Regions from separate parts of the Pan troglodytes genome. Here region 1 is linked to region 2. Evidence: chromatin contacts called from public Hi-C data. All regions are on one chromosome and are shown on one strand. Each heading gives the region's core, a stretch centred on a gene start, on an enhancer-like site or on the middle of the called end of the contact. The rest is flanking DNA. Distances are from core to core; before and after follow the strand shown. Region 1 has its middle 140 kb from the start of GSDMC. Region 2 has its middle 280 kb from the start of GSDMC.

Region 1 (7,631 bases), core at 1,542-4,041, 140 kb after region 2:
AGCAGTTCCAGAGAGCAGGCACTTGGGGACAGATAGGGAGGAGCATAGCAAGTCCCTAAGGGGGTGCGGCAGGGAGCCCAAACCATGTACTGCTGCCAAGAGAGGGATCAAGGGAGCTTCTCAGTTTGCAGGGCACAGCAGAAAGAACCCAACAGACCTGGATACTAGGCTGGCCAAACTTCTCAGCTTACCCAAGACTGAAGTGGTTGCTGCGATAAGGAACTTTCCATCTTAAAACCAGCAAAGCCCCAGCCAAGCCAGGATGAGTTGATCACCCTAGTTAGAATTCCAGCCCTGTCACTTCCTAGCTATGTAAACCTTGGGCAAACTACCTCCCCACTTCTGATCCTAATCACCACTAAAGTAGGGGTAACAATGTGACCCTGGCAGGTTGATCATGAGATTTAAGTGAAAAAAACTCTAACATAACCATCTGGCATTTGGAAGGCATTCAATACATGGCAGACATTATTATTACTACGAAGTTATTAAAATGAGATTTTCAACTGTACTTTTCTCACCATTCTTGAACTTGAAATGCAGTCTTCGGCATTCTCCCAGAAATGATTCTCAGGAGTTGGGTTTGCAGCCAGCTGTTATGGATCTTCATAAACACCAGAAACTTTGAGAAGCTGAGGCAACACTGTACAAGGATTAAGTGAAAACCCAGCTGTGAGCTCCTGGGTCCTGTTGCTACTTCTTGGAAGTTTCTATAACTTGTGGGATTGACATATCCTAGATAAACTTGGCTGCTGAATTGGTGTGTGCATCACACCAGGTTGACCCTGAGAGTAACAGCGAAGCCTTTCTTCATGACCTCCCAGACACCAAGCACTAGGTGCTCTTAACCTTCCCTGTTTATCCCAGACTATGCCCACGCCCATTGCCCACCCAGCCATCCCCATCACATTCCCCAAGGGGGCTGAAAGGAGTCATTGACTAATCTGGTAACATCACAACAACTGACCCCAGCATACAAAATCTAAGTATCCCCTCTATGAACATCATTTGAATTTCCAGGAGTACTTGATGCATTAATCATAGCTCTATTATAAGCAGAAAATTCAGGCTCATGCTCTCTCTTGCTCTCTCTCTCTCTCTCTTTCTGTTAAAGTCCTTACTTTGAGACTCTGCATTATACTGTAAGCTATATGCTCTTTGAGCATCAACTGTCATTGTACTTATTACACTGTAGTGTCATAATCTGTCTATGTGTCCTGAACTCAACAGAACTCTTGAAAGACAAAAACCATGTGTCATCCATGGAAACAATATAGTATAGCTATTAAGAATACCACGTCCCAACTGTTAATGGGTACAGGTTTATTTTGGGGGGATGAGGCATGCTATGAGACATGTTCTAAAATTGACTGTGATGTTTGCTCATCTCTGTCAAATATACTAAAAACCATTGAATTATACACTATAAATAGGCAAATTATGGAGTACATGACTTATCACTCAGTAAAGCTGTTTTGAAAAAGAAAAAGGATGCTACTGCCTCCCTTTAAATTCTGGCTTCACTACTTACTGTAGCAAGTTACATAATTTCTCTGTGCCTCAGTTTCTTCATCTGTAAACTGGATTAAAGCAATACCTACCTCAAAGGGACACTAAGAGGAATTAAATTGGAAATTATTTTTAAAGTCATTAACAACAGTTTCTGGAACATATAGAGCAGTATGCAAGGATAGTTTTTTATTTTTCACCTCTATTCTCAGAACATGGTTTAGTGCCTGACACATAGTGAGTAAATGATAAAGATTTTTAAAATGTATAACCCAGCTTATAAGTACCTACAGGAACTCAAATATGGGGCACGTTAGTTGCTATGCCTTACTCAATAGAAAGAGGACTGAACTAAGTTGCCAAATGACTTGGGTTTGAGGCTGGGTACAGTGGCTCACACCTGTAATCCCAGCATTTTAGGAGGCCAAGGCAGGCAGATCACTTGAGGTCAGGAGTTCGAGATCAGCCTGGCCAACATAGTAAAACTCCGTCTCTACTAAAAATACAGAAATTAGCCAGGCATGGTGCCTGCAATCCCAGATACTCAGGAGGCTGAGGCAGGAGAATTACTTGAATCCGGGAGACGGAGGTTACAAGATCATACCACTGCACTCCAACCTGGGTGGCAGAGCAAGGCTCCATCAATACATACATACATCATACATACATACATGACTTGGGTTTGAGTTCTGATCACCACATTAGAGCAGGCTGACTTGAAAAAACCACTTTCCCATTTACCCTGAGACTCTGCATCCTCATCTGCCGAAACTGACAATTTTGCTTCTACCGAACTGAAAGGGTAGTTTCAAAGATGAAATGAATCAATGTGTATGAAAGCTCTTTTAAAACCATCATGTGCAAATATAAGTTTCTCCGAGAAATTTGTCGTCCTAAAGATGGCCCGGGTTGCCCTCTTACCCTAAAAGTCTCCTTATTCACTCCCAGCCCGCCTCACTCGTTCATCATTGCAGGAAAATGTGCCAAAGATCAAAAACAGGTGAGATCCGACCCCAGGGAAAGAGCAAAGAAGTAACTGGACTGTAGGCACCAGCTGGTCCTGTTCTGCCCTGCCCTCGTAGAACTGTGAACAGCTAAGAAGTGCTGTTCCTTTAAACTTTGCCCCTTTGTGGTTCACAGATGAGTAGATTCAGGCAGCAGCTGTCAGCTCTGCAGGCAGCAGAGAATCTTTCCAGAGCAGCATTCCCAGCAGTGTCAGCGTGGGAGGATGAAATTAGGTGAGCCAAGCAACCTGAAAGTCCTCATTCTAAAGCCTCTACTGCCATCTACTGCCTCTCTGAAGAACTCATTGGCAAAAAGCCAAGAAAAGACTGCAATGGAGGTGGGGTAGAGAGGAGCCTTAGCGATAGACTGAATTGTCTGGATCAATTAGTCCACCCTTCATTCTCCAGCTGGGGAAAATGAGACCCAAAGAGGTAAAGAGGCTTGTCTGAAGTCACTCTGCTAGCCCACGGCAGCCCATCATCTCTTGGATACACATATTAGCTCTGCCCCACAACACACTGTTTCTGTCTGAATATATAAACTATCAATAAAGCTGGCTTCGAGCAGAGAGGTTTGTGTGGTTGTTATTATTGAGACAGGGTCTCACTATGTTGACGAGGCTGGTCTTGAACTCCTGGCCTCAAGTGATCCTCCAGCATCAGCCTCCCAAAGTGTTGGGGTGACAGGCGTAAGCCACCACACCCAGCCAGAGGAAAGAGCTTCAGCCAGCTACCCTTTTCCTCGCCATTTTTTGGTTCCACCTTCTCTGCTTTGCACCAGAAACCCCAGACTGGACCTGTTGTCTTATCCATCTAGAACCCAGTGTCTCATACTGTCCAGCAGTCCCTTTCAGGGAGAAGACATTGAGCCGTTCACTTGAAAGCATTTGCTTTCTTTTTTTTTTTTTTTTAAAGAACATGAAGAATAGGACAAATCCTGTTTAGCAGACACTCCACACCCCCATACTACAGAAAGCAAACTAAGGCTCAGGGACATCGAAGAATTGGCTTCTAATGTGCCTGACATTAGGATCACCTGGGTATCTTTTACAACCTCCAACGCTCAGGCCACACCCAGACCTATTGAATCAGAATCTCTGGGTTAGAAAACAGGCATCAGTAGTTTTTGAAGCTCTCCCACACCCAGGTGATTCCAACATTTAGGTAGGCTTGGGAACCACTGACTTACGTTCTCCTAATTAGTAGGTAAAATGGCAGGGACCCAAGTCTTTCAACTTCCAGGCCACTGAAGAAAAGTGATGTCCGTATTTTAGCTGTTTGCATCACCCTTTGAAGATTTTTGCCACTTCCACACACTAACTATATTAATATGTGAAGTGACCCCATTTTTTTACTTAAAGCAATGTATTTTTAAAAGAACACTCTTACTCTCGGGAATGGAAAAACAATCTCTTGTCACAAAACAAAAATCAACCTTTAAAGACACACACTAAAACCCAAAAGTTAAAATGAAAAAGTACATCCATGTATGAAATAAAGTTATCTCACTTTCTAATTTGGGGGAGCCATTACAAAGAAAGATACCCTCTCTGCTCCTGATTAGACTGAAAGAAATGTGGCAAAAACACATTTGGGGACAGAGAGTATCTGTGCTCACTCCGCACTTCTCCATGTATACGCACCATTTTCTCTCTCTGTCATTCTGTCTCTCTCTAGCCTCGCTACTAAGCTCGGGAGGAACTCCCATCAGCTTTCCCTGTGTTGTAAGACCTAAGCCCAGGACTGCGGGTTCTGGCCAAATTGTAATTGTGACAGCATCCTGCCCAGGACTTACCCGACAGCGGAGAACTGTCACTCATTACTAAGAGCAACAGACGTTCTTTCCGCATTGTCCTGGCCCTCTCTTGATAGGCTGGCCCGCGTGTTGGGGTGGAACCGTGGCACCACCAGCTCTTTGTGACCCCACCTGTGACTGCAGCCCAACTCCATGACCCCATTTCCGCTTCCTACAGGTGAGTGTCATCACGCTGTTTGCGCAGAACACAGCTGTTTGGCAAGGGCACGCAGTAGATGTGGAGTCCCAGCCCCAACTACTCTGGGCAGTGTCCTTTTCAATGCCACGGACCCACTGGTGGCTGACTGGGGCTGTCTTCATTGACAACAACAAAAAAAAGTTAGTTAACAATTGCTCCTGAAAACATCATTTGTGCCTGTTTTTAAATTATATGGTAATACATCTTTTGAACAACCATTTGAAAGAAAGCTGGTTATTCCATTTTTTCCCACTTAGAATCATCAACTTTACTCCTTTAAGAGAAAGAACTTTTTAAAACTGATTACCACATTAATATATGGTCAATTTAGATATTTAAGTAAAAGAAGAAAAGCAATAAGAAAAAAATTGAAAGCACTTGTAGTCCCACCACCTATAGAAGACCACCGTTAACCATATGCAATCATTCTTGTCTCTTTATTGTGTACTTTGTGCATTTTTATACAAATTAAGTTCATACAAAACATACTACTTGTATCATTTGTCTAACATAGCAATATATTACTATCATCTTTCTATCATTCAATGTTCCTATATGAAATCATTTATAAGGAATGTAGAATATTGTTTTCAAATGACTAAGATGAAGAGAGTGAACGAATTGATGTATTGAGGACCCTAAAAGTTAGATATTATAATGCCCATTTTAAAGATGTGAAAATGAAGGTAAGTGAGCAGCCAGTTAACCATAGAACAGAGATGCCCACCAGGTCTGCGTGGTTTCAGGCCTAAACTCCTTCTCCCATACCCGTGTTTCCTCCGCATGCCTTGTCATAAGACTCACCTTGGAAATCTGCATTATCAACATGTAATACATTTTATTATAAACTGAATTCCAATTGAGAACCTACAAAAAGCTACCTGAGGTCAGATCATGATTCAGAAGAAACAAGTTAACAAGATTGTGCCTCTGATGGAGACCAGACATGGTCAGATATGGTTTCTCACAACCTTACATGTCAAGAGGAAAGAACTCCAGACTAGATGTCAGGAGATCCGGGTTGTATTCTCACCTCCTCCAGTCACCAGCCAAAAAGTCATGGCCACATCATTCAATTTATCTGGGCCTCAGTTTTCTAATCTATATATTGGGATAACACAACCTTCCCTGTCAAGCTGAATAGATTCTAAATAGCAAAGGAAATAATGAAGCAATATACAAACATAAGAGACCTTTATGAATCCTACTACAGATCCATCAGCGGTGAATTTTCCAGCCCTCTAAAACACATCAAAGAATTGTAAACAGAGAAGGAAACTCTGAGCCCAACTAATTTTAGAGACAGAGAGACTGACTTCCTGAGAAGGTAGGCAGCTTGCCCAAAGATTCAGAGTGAGTTAGGAACCCAGCTAACACTAGAAGCCAGTGTCTGGATTCACACAGGAATATTCCTTTTATAAGACCACCTTTACGGTGATAAATGTCCCAGACGCGTTCACATAAACACGTTGACAGCAATTCAGTTTAGTTCCATTTATTTCAGTTAAGTAAAGATAAGCTGAGCATTTGTTTGCCACGTACAGTGACCTCTTCAGTCAAGGAATTCCAGCTCTTGTTTTTGTCTTAACTTCTTTCAACTTTGAGGATTTCTTTGCATGTTCCTTACCTAACAAGACCAGCCTGAAAAGAGTAGAAAAAAACATAAAGAAACTTGGAGTCTGAATTTTCCACATGCTGGGAGCTCTCACACCCAATTCCAGATACAGCACTCTCCTGAATGTGACCTCAAGTGGTTTCCTCAATTGATCACATCCCAGGAATTTGGAGAGCTTCCAGGGCAGGGAAAATTAGTTACAGAGTCACAGAGCGGTGCGGCCTGTCACATGAAAGTCACTTCCAGCTTGGAACGGATTGCACATTCCTGCCTTCTGAGTGGTGTTTCAGATGACTGGGATCTGGCCTGTCTGCGGACAGGCCCCAAAGCAGCAGAAGGAAGCCAGGGGGCAGGGGCATTCCAACACTGTGCCCGAGACCCGCAGTCACAGGAAAGGAGAACTTCCTGAGGCTCCTCCAAGACTTGCCTCAACTTAATGGTGTTTGAGCAAAAACATCAAGTTTCCATTTACCTCCATTTTGAAACACTGAAAGCATTTGTCATTAAATAGCATGATGACTCTCCTGCCTCAACTCAGAGCTTTGTCAAACCGCTCACATGGCATAAACAAGGATGATGGGGTTTCCTACACATATATCAGAACTTCTAAATGCTTCTTATATGCCAAGTACCATTATATACCATTATATATATACCATTATATACCATTAGATGAGCCTTGGCTCATCTAATCCTTACAGACAACCTCAGGAGAGAGGTGCTGTATATCACTATCACAGCCAAGGAACCTGGGGCTCAGGATGGTTAAGTAACTTGTACAAGGTCAAAAATTGGCAAATGACAATGCACGAACTTAACACAGATCTGTCTGACTCCAAATCCCAGGTCTACACTGGCTGGATAAATATGAGGTAGAGGCCACACGTAGTAGCTCACGCCTGTAATCCCAGCACCTTGGAAGGCCGAGGCGAGTGGCTAACCTGAGGTCAGGAGTTCAAGACTAGCTTGGCCAACGTGGTGAAACCCCGTCTCTACTAAAAATACAAAAACTAGCTGAACGTGGTGGTGCATGCCTGTAATCCCAGCTACTTGGGAGACTGAGACAGGAGAATTGCTTGAACCCGGGAGGCGGAGGTTGCAGTGAGCCAAGATCGCGCCATTGCACTCCAGCCTGGGCGACAAAAGCGAAACTCCATCTCAGTAAAAAAATATGTATATATGAGGCAGAATGACCTTCAAATAATACACAATGGTTTCAGAATCTGGCCTCTGTTTTGTTGATTGCAAGGCCCTGTCATATTTCCAAGTCACCTATTGCTGGGTTTCACAGCTTTAATGGTTTGAAAAGTCTTCCTTATGTCAAAATGTTTCATCAGGCTTCGTTCCCGCCCTCTGCACCCCACAGTCCTCTTCCTTCCCAAACTCTCCTCTGAGAAGTCTGTCTCAGCCCCCATTCCCATGAAATACATCTGCTGACATCACAAAGGGATTCTTGTCTAACTTCCATCTCTCTAATTGAAGTTTAAGCAAAATGTTTCTTGACCTAAT
Region 2 (7,291 bases), core at 3,011-5,510:
ATACAAATCAAGATGTACTAGATTCAAAAGCCATTTAATCTTGCCCAAGCATGTAAAAAGACGAGATTGGGAAAGCAAAGCATTCACAATATTTCAGCAGGAATCATTAGATATCTTGGACACTTTACACAAAACACAATCCTAATGAGTGAATCATGAATTAGTAGACCCTGAGAGTGAGGATTTCTCCTACCCCAATGTCAAGACAATTTAAACTTCATGCAGAACGTGTCTGGCTACAAGAGTTCCGGCTTTTGCCAAACCTCATAGAATGAATTGGAACCATTTTACAGACCTCTACATTCTTATAGGGCTCCCCACCCTGAGCTCCGGTCCCTCTAATGCTGTGTTTCTGTGCGGATGATAGCTCTTGGGGCCTCGGGTTTGATTCAGTGCATGCCAGGACTTGGAGACATTTTAAACAAGTTAGAATCCATGTGTTGCCTTCAATTAAAGGTTTTGTAAGGCAAAGGAACACCAACTCAGCCACCAAATATTTGGGTCTGGGGAAGTTTCTTCAACCTTTCTGACAGGCCAAGTGTGATGTGGCAAGCCTGGCTCCTGTCAAAAGCAATGAATGAGACAGAAATGAACATTGTGAAAATTAGGCTTGTCACCAACCTAAGCCACTGAACATTCAAATGCGTGGCATGCAAAGTGTGGTTTGAACATCATAGCCTGGAAAGCAATAAGAATTCTTGGTAGGATTTGGGTAATTATGAGAAATGCTTGAAAAAAAATCAACCTCAATGTAAAAATGAATAATTAGAAAAATATCAATGGTCAGATAGAGGGTAGGAATCGGTAAAGAATATACAATTTCTATGTAGACTCAATATTGGTTTGCTTACCAAATTCATTCATTCTGTGAGTATTTACCCAGCCTGAACTTTGAGTGTATTTGGAAGTATTATGGAGGCTATAAAAGACTTAGATGTAAAGAAAGGTTTGAGTGAAGAGAGTGCACCAAAAACTCTAATACTAGTGAAAAGTCATAAATTTCCCAAAAATATCTATTTTCAAGGTCATTATTGGGTAAAGAGTATGGGGCTTGGGAAGTCCAGTATCTGACAGTCTTGGCTCTCCTATTTATGTAATATGTAACCTTGGATATTATGGTAAAGACTGACATACAGTGCCTGGCATATTGCAGATATTCAATACGTTCTCAATGAATGGATGAATGAATTAGCAATGCTTCTTTTTTATTAGACAGGGTCTTACTCTGTCATCCAGGCTGGAGTGCAGTGGCATGATCACCACTCACCACAGCCTCAACTTCCTGGGCTCAGATGATCCTCCCACCTCAGCCTCTCAAGTAGCTGGGACTACAGATGCATGCCACCACACCAGGCTAATTTTTGTATTTTTGGTAGAGATGGGGTTTCTCCATGTTGCTCAGGCTGGTCTTGAATTCCTGGGCTCAAGCAATCCTCCTGCCATGGCCTCCCAAAGTGCTGGGATTACAGCAGCCATTGCACCCAGCCATGAGTGCTTCTTATGGGCCACACAATGTGCTAAGTGTATGCACATTCTCTCATGAATTACAAACACCCTATGAGGCAGCTACTACTATTGTTCCTATTTTACAAATAAGAAAATTGGAGTTTAGAGAGTTTACGTACCTTGCATAGGGTTGCACAGCTAGTGAGTAGGCAAGCCAAAACTCAAATCCAGCCTTTCTCATTCCAAAAACAAATCTCAAATCTCTGTCTTAGAATAAATTGTTCTTATATGGAATAGGAATAGAAAAAAATCCCAGGAGAAACTGAGAAAATCAGTTTTACCTGAATCACCATCAAGCCTACCAGTTTCTACTCAACTGAGCTAGTTCACACAAGGTAAACAGCCACATGGACCTCTGAAGTTGACTTTATGGTGAGAAAGCGTCCTTAGTCCTTATTAGAGGCTATGAGACAGGGACTGACCAAGTAGCTTTCATACTTATTACCATAGTGAACCCTCCCCACAACCCAGGAAAGCAGGCATTGGTGCTCCTGTTTTACAGAAGCAGTAGAGGCACAGTTTGAGCCCAGGCTTATCGAGATTATATCATAATACAAGTTCCATCCAACCCCAGGTAAAAATTAAAGGACTTGCTGGCCCAGATGATACTTTGCTCTCTTCTTCTTGTTGAAGATCATGACCTTTTAGGGAAAGGAACATTTGCAAAGTGTGGACCTGCTATCAAAATGATACTGGTAACTGGGCTTTGCAGTGAAGATCACTGCTAATCATGTCAGAAAAAATGGGTTCCTGGAAGGGAAAGTCACCATCACATCAATGACAAGGACAACAGCTGGGCAGGCAAACTGATGAAGTAGACTTCAAATCAAAATTTTAGAAAAAGAAGGCCGGGCACAGTGGCTCATGCTTGTAATCCCAGCAGTTTGGGAGGCTGAGGCGGGTGGATCACTTGAGGTCAGGAGTTTGAAACCAGCCTGGCCAACATGGCGGAACCCCATCTCTACTAAAAATACAAAAATTAGCCAGCATGGTGGCAGGTGCCTGTAATCCCAGCTACTTGGGAGGCTGAGGCAGAAGAATTGCCTGAACCTGGGAGGCAGAGGCTGCATTGAGGCAAGATCGCACCACTGCACTCCAGCCTCAGTGACAGAGCAAGACTCCATCTCAATAATAATAATAATAATAATATTTTAAAAGAAGGGGCAAAACTGATCCTGTACAACTGAAAACTAGAAAGAACTAAAATCATGAAAGACTCTGGAGACACACAGGAAAAGAAACAAAGTCAGCAGCATTGCCAAGAAGACAAAAGAAAGAAAACACAACAAACAATTCTAAGGCCTCTAGATGCTTCCATCCAACAAACATACTGGTTAGAAATGTAGAACTAAATTAAATCCAAGAGTTTCTATCAGGTATCATGTTGTAACACGAGGTAGGAGCACAGAAAGAAACCATGATACAGATACCATCATAGGTAAAAGCAGTGGCTCAAAGTCAGACTTGACTTCATGTCTTATCTACCATTTCTAGGTGAATAATTTGGGCAAGTGGCTTAAGCTTTCTGAGCCTCAATTGCCCTAACTGTAAAAGAAGGTTAATAACATCGCCTCATTGGGTTACTGTGATGATTAATTTTTTGAGTGTAAAATGCTCAGCATATAATAAAATGCTCAATAAATATTGAACATAGTATATTACCATTGAGAATATTACAAAGTATGAAGGAAGCAGATCAGAGACAGTTCCTGAAACAAGATGTTTTAGCTATGTCTTGAGGGAATGTAAAAGTTCATGAGGTAGAGACTTCCTGGGGTGGGTGAAGTAGCAGTGAATGGTTGGGGGGGTGAGGTGAGGGTGACAAGGTAGGTTGGCCTCTTTGCCTCCAGTGTTGCCCAACCCCATTCATTATCCATTCCATCTCCAATCATTTCCCATTCTATCTCTGAGCACAAACCCAATCCTGCCACTACCCCTGCTTAAAACCTGTGAATGACTGTGTTTGGATTCAGGGTAACATTTAAACTCTTAGCATGCAGCCTCCGAGTAATGTGCTCATTCCATGTCTATTTATTTAGCATCTACTGTATGTCAGGACCTGTTTTGTGAAGAAGAATAAATGGGCCTTGACTACGAGAAATTCACAGACCAGTGGAGAGAAAGATGAAGGACAAACAGGTTCAGTATATTACAGTCAGAGCTATGATAGGTATATGCCTACAACACTGTGATGAAGAAAAAGTCTCACACCTCTTTTAGATTGGTAGTCTCATGGAAAGCCTTACAGTAGAGATATGGTTGAGCTGAGTTTTCAAAACTAAATAGGAGAAGAATAGGAAAATATCTAGAGAAAATATAGGGAACAGCATACAGAAAAGGACAGAGGCAACACAAACTGCATATCAGTGGTATTCCTAAGAGTCCATTGTTGCTGGAGCTTAGAGAGGTGCACATGTCAGGCTGTAAGAGACAAGGGGGACTAGTAGCCACCCAGAGACCAGATCAGTGTTCTCGGATGCCATGCTAAGGAGCTTGCCCTTTATCTTGTGAATAACAGAGAACCAGAGAAAGGTCATGTTCAGTGCTGTGAATATGGTCTGAGCAGGGGCCAGAAGAGAGGGAGAGGGATCACTGAGGGGCTCTTGCAATAATCTGGGCTATCCAAGATGAATGAATGAATAAACAGATGAATGAATGATCATACAGATGAATGGTTCTGATAAGTTCTGCTGGAGTTTCTACTCACATGAGAAAAGGAAGTGGCTTTCACATGCTTTTCAACTGCTCTCCCTTCCCCCACCCCCAGCACTCATGAATGGTTTCTCTCTTTTGCACGCATGTGTGTCTCTTCCTCATATACTGATTTCAGAGCTGCAGCCTAAGCGTCTTGTATTGTGCTGGTTATATTTAAACAATTCACTGTGTGAGGCAAGTGCCCAAACCAATTAAATAGAAATCTTCAAGAGTCCCAGGCAGAGAATAGAAATCAACAGTCAAGGTAGAGTTTGGACCAAAATGGTCATCAATTAGAGCTATTCTAAGATTGCTCTGACCATAGAAGAGTAAAATTGAGGGTGCTGAGAACAGGCAAATGTCTGAAAAGTGGGCACAAATTGTTAGCATTTTAAGAGGATAACATTGCTCTCAGATATGCCACATAAATGCAGAGGCCAAGGCTAGTTGTCTTTGATTCATTGATTTACTAGCATTAATACACAAAATTATATGTGTGCCATACAGTGAATAGTAGACTCAAAGATGAGTAAGACACAGTGTATACCTTCAGGAAGCTCCCAGTTTAGTGGAGCTGAATGGGAAGCCAGTTAAGCATACTACATTGCAATAGCTGCTGAGACATATGAAAAATAAGGGAGCACTTCATTCTACCTTGGAGTAAAGACAGCCTTGACATGAAAGTCAAGCAGGATCTAGAAGGGTGAGTTAGGCTTTGTAAAATCAGGTAAACAGCTCATACAAAGACATAAAGGTGTGAAAATGAGGTAGGACTTGGAGAACTAGAAAAATAATTTGGCCAAATCTGAACACTTAAAGCTGAGATCCTTAGTTGATGATCTCTTTGTCACTCCCTCTTGCACTCAGGACAATGGTTTCAAAAGGCGGTTCCCTACTCTTGACAGCAGAAAGGCTGGGGGGCAAACACTGTCTTCAGATAGAAAAGAGATACTGCTAATCAGCACATCAGGAAACCTATGACCCAACCATTGTTAAAAATGAAAGCAATTAGGTACAGTCCTTCTACAGGGAACTTCCTAAAATACATGTCTGAGATTATGAGCTTGTTCAGTTGCATGAGAAACAACAGGGAAAGCTAAACTTCTTTCCCAAGGCTGGCACTTACTTAGTTGAATGACCTTAGAAAGGTAAGAAACTCCCTGAATCTGTTTCTTTTTTTTTTTTTTTTTTTTTATTATACTTTAAGTTTTAGGGTACATGTGCACATTGTGCAGGTTAGTTACATATGTATACATGTGCCATGCTGGTGCGCTGCACCCACTAACTCGTCATCTAGCATTAGGTATATCTCCCAATGCTATCCCTCCCCACTCCCCCCTCCCCACCACAGTCCCCAGAGTATGGTATTCCCCTTCCTGTGTCCATGTGATCTCATTGTTCAATTCCCACCTATGAGTGAGAATATGCGGTGTTTGGTTTTTTGTTCTTGCGATAGTTTACTGAGAATGATGGTTTCCAATTTCATCCATGTCCCTACAAAGGATATGAACTCATCATTTTTTATGGCTGCATAGTATTCCATGGTGTATATGTGCCACATTTTCTTAATCCAGTCTATCATTGTTGGACATTTGGGTTGGTTCCAAGTCTTTGCTATTGTGAATAATGCCACAATAAACATACGTGTGCATGTGTCTTTATAGCAGCATGATTTATAGTCATTTGGGTATATACCCAGTAATGGGATGGCTGGGTCAAATGGTATTTCTAGTTCTAGATCCCTGAGGAATCGCCACACTGACTTCCACAATGGTTGAACTAGTTTACAGTCCCACCAACAGTGTAAAAGTGTTCCTATTTCTCCACATCCTCTCCAGCACCTGTTGTTTCCTGACTTTTGAATGATTGCCATTCTAACTGGTGTGAGATGATATCTCATAGTGGTTTAGAATCTGTTTCTTAATCCATAAAGGGGGATGAGTACTTGTGTGATAATTCCCACTCCATAGGATTATTGCAAGAATTAAATATGACATATATAAGATGATCATGCACAGAGCCTAACACATGTAATGAACAAATGTGAGCCCCCTTACCTTCCTCCTGTCCCCTTCAGTCCTGGACTGAGTTCAATGCACACATCTTGCACAGAATAGATGTTCATATATTCTTGGTTTAAGTGCCTATCAACCTTCATATAATTCCACTGCGTCTACTGAAAGATGGCAGAAGACGGACAGTCATAATGTTTACTATGGGCCAAATCCTTCTCCCATATTTGCTCCTTTAATTTTCCCAACTCAATGAAGTAGCTCAGTGAAGTAGCTCAATGATGTAGCTCGGTGAAGTGCCCCACTTTGCAGTTGACAAGTTCTAAGGCTCAGAGTTGAAGTGACATCCGAGGTCATTCGGCTAGTGACATGGCAGAGTTCTGTGCCCACTGTGATAGTCGGACTCTCCAAAAGTGGCCACTTCCTGAGATGAGGCTGAGGTGATCTCAGTCACCTATGCAAACCAGATCTGGATATGGTTATGACTTGTACCGGAGTGGCATTGTCTTGAACCTTGCTCAATTACATCTGCCAGTATGTCCTGCATATCAGATCCAACGTCCACGTGACTTGCTCTGTTTAAGGTGGTATTTCTGGAACTTTTTTATTAATGATAAACAACAAGAAGAATTCTCATGATACTGAAAGAGTCTGTGAGGAAGTGGCCTAAGCAATAATCTATAGGCTTTCTTAATATCCTACATGAGTACAAAAACAAGCAAACAAACAAAAACACAGAAAATCAACCAAATGAGTTGGATATGACACAGTTAAAAATGTGCAAAATGTCCTTGTTTCTCTGTATCAGTCATTTTGGGGCCACTTTGGGGAGGTTTTGTGCCTTTTTTTAAACTTCCAGATTTCATACTTTCTGTTCAGCTTTTGCAACTTCCCATGAGTACAGTTATAAAGAAAATAGAAAAAAACAGAACCTCAGCCCTCCTGTATCACTTTTAAGAAGGTGCTTCTTGCAGAAGAAAATTTGGGCCATAAAAAGCCCTTACAGGTCTGCTTTAGCTCTCCCCTTCAAGAGCATTATTTTTCTTCTTTTTTTTTTTTTGTCTTTTATTTTTTTCTGG

The links. A called contact is a pair of places that touch in the nucleus more often than the background predicts.
Region 1: a contact with region 2 is called in a Hi-C map of induced pluripotent stem cells, with 2.0 times the contacts expected there. The contact joins two enhancer-like sites. A contact is called at or near these places in 3 of 7 Hi-C or Micro-C datasets (blood, induced pluripotent stem cells and stem cell-derived neural progenitor cells) and 1 of 1 other capture datasets (stem cell-derived neural stem cells).

The regions. Positions count from the first base shown.
Region 1 is chr7:139,929,515-139,937,145 of NHGRI_mPanTro3-v2.0_pri, forward strand. No RefSeq gene overlaps it. Among named protein-coding and RNA genes, the nearest start is that of GSDMC, 140 kb to the right of the region's middle. Within about 2 kb of position 2,792, at least 8 of the 24 cell types and tissues checked have an H3K27ac peak or open chromatin away from gene starts, as enhancers often do.
Region 2 is chr7:139,792,056-139,799,346 of NHGRI_mPanTro3-v2.0_pri, forward strand. No RefSeq gene overlaps it. Among named protein-coding and RNA genes, the nearest start is that of GSDMC, 280 kb to the right of the region's middle. Within about 2 kb of position 4,261, at least 1 of the 24 cell types and tissues checked has an H3K27ac peak or open chromatin away from gene starts, as enhancers often do.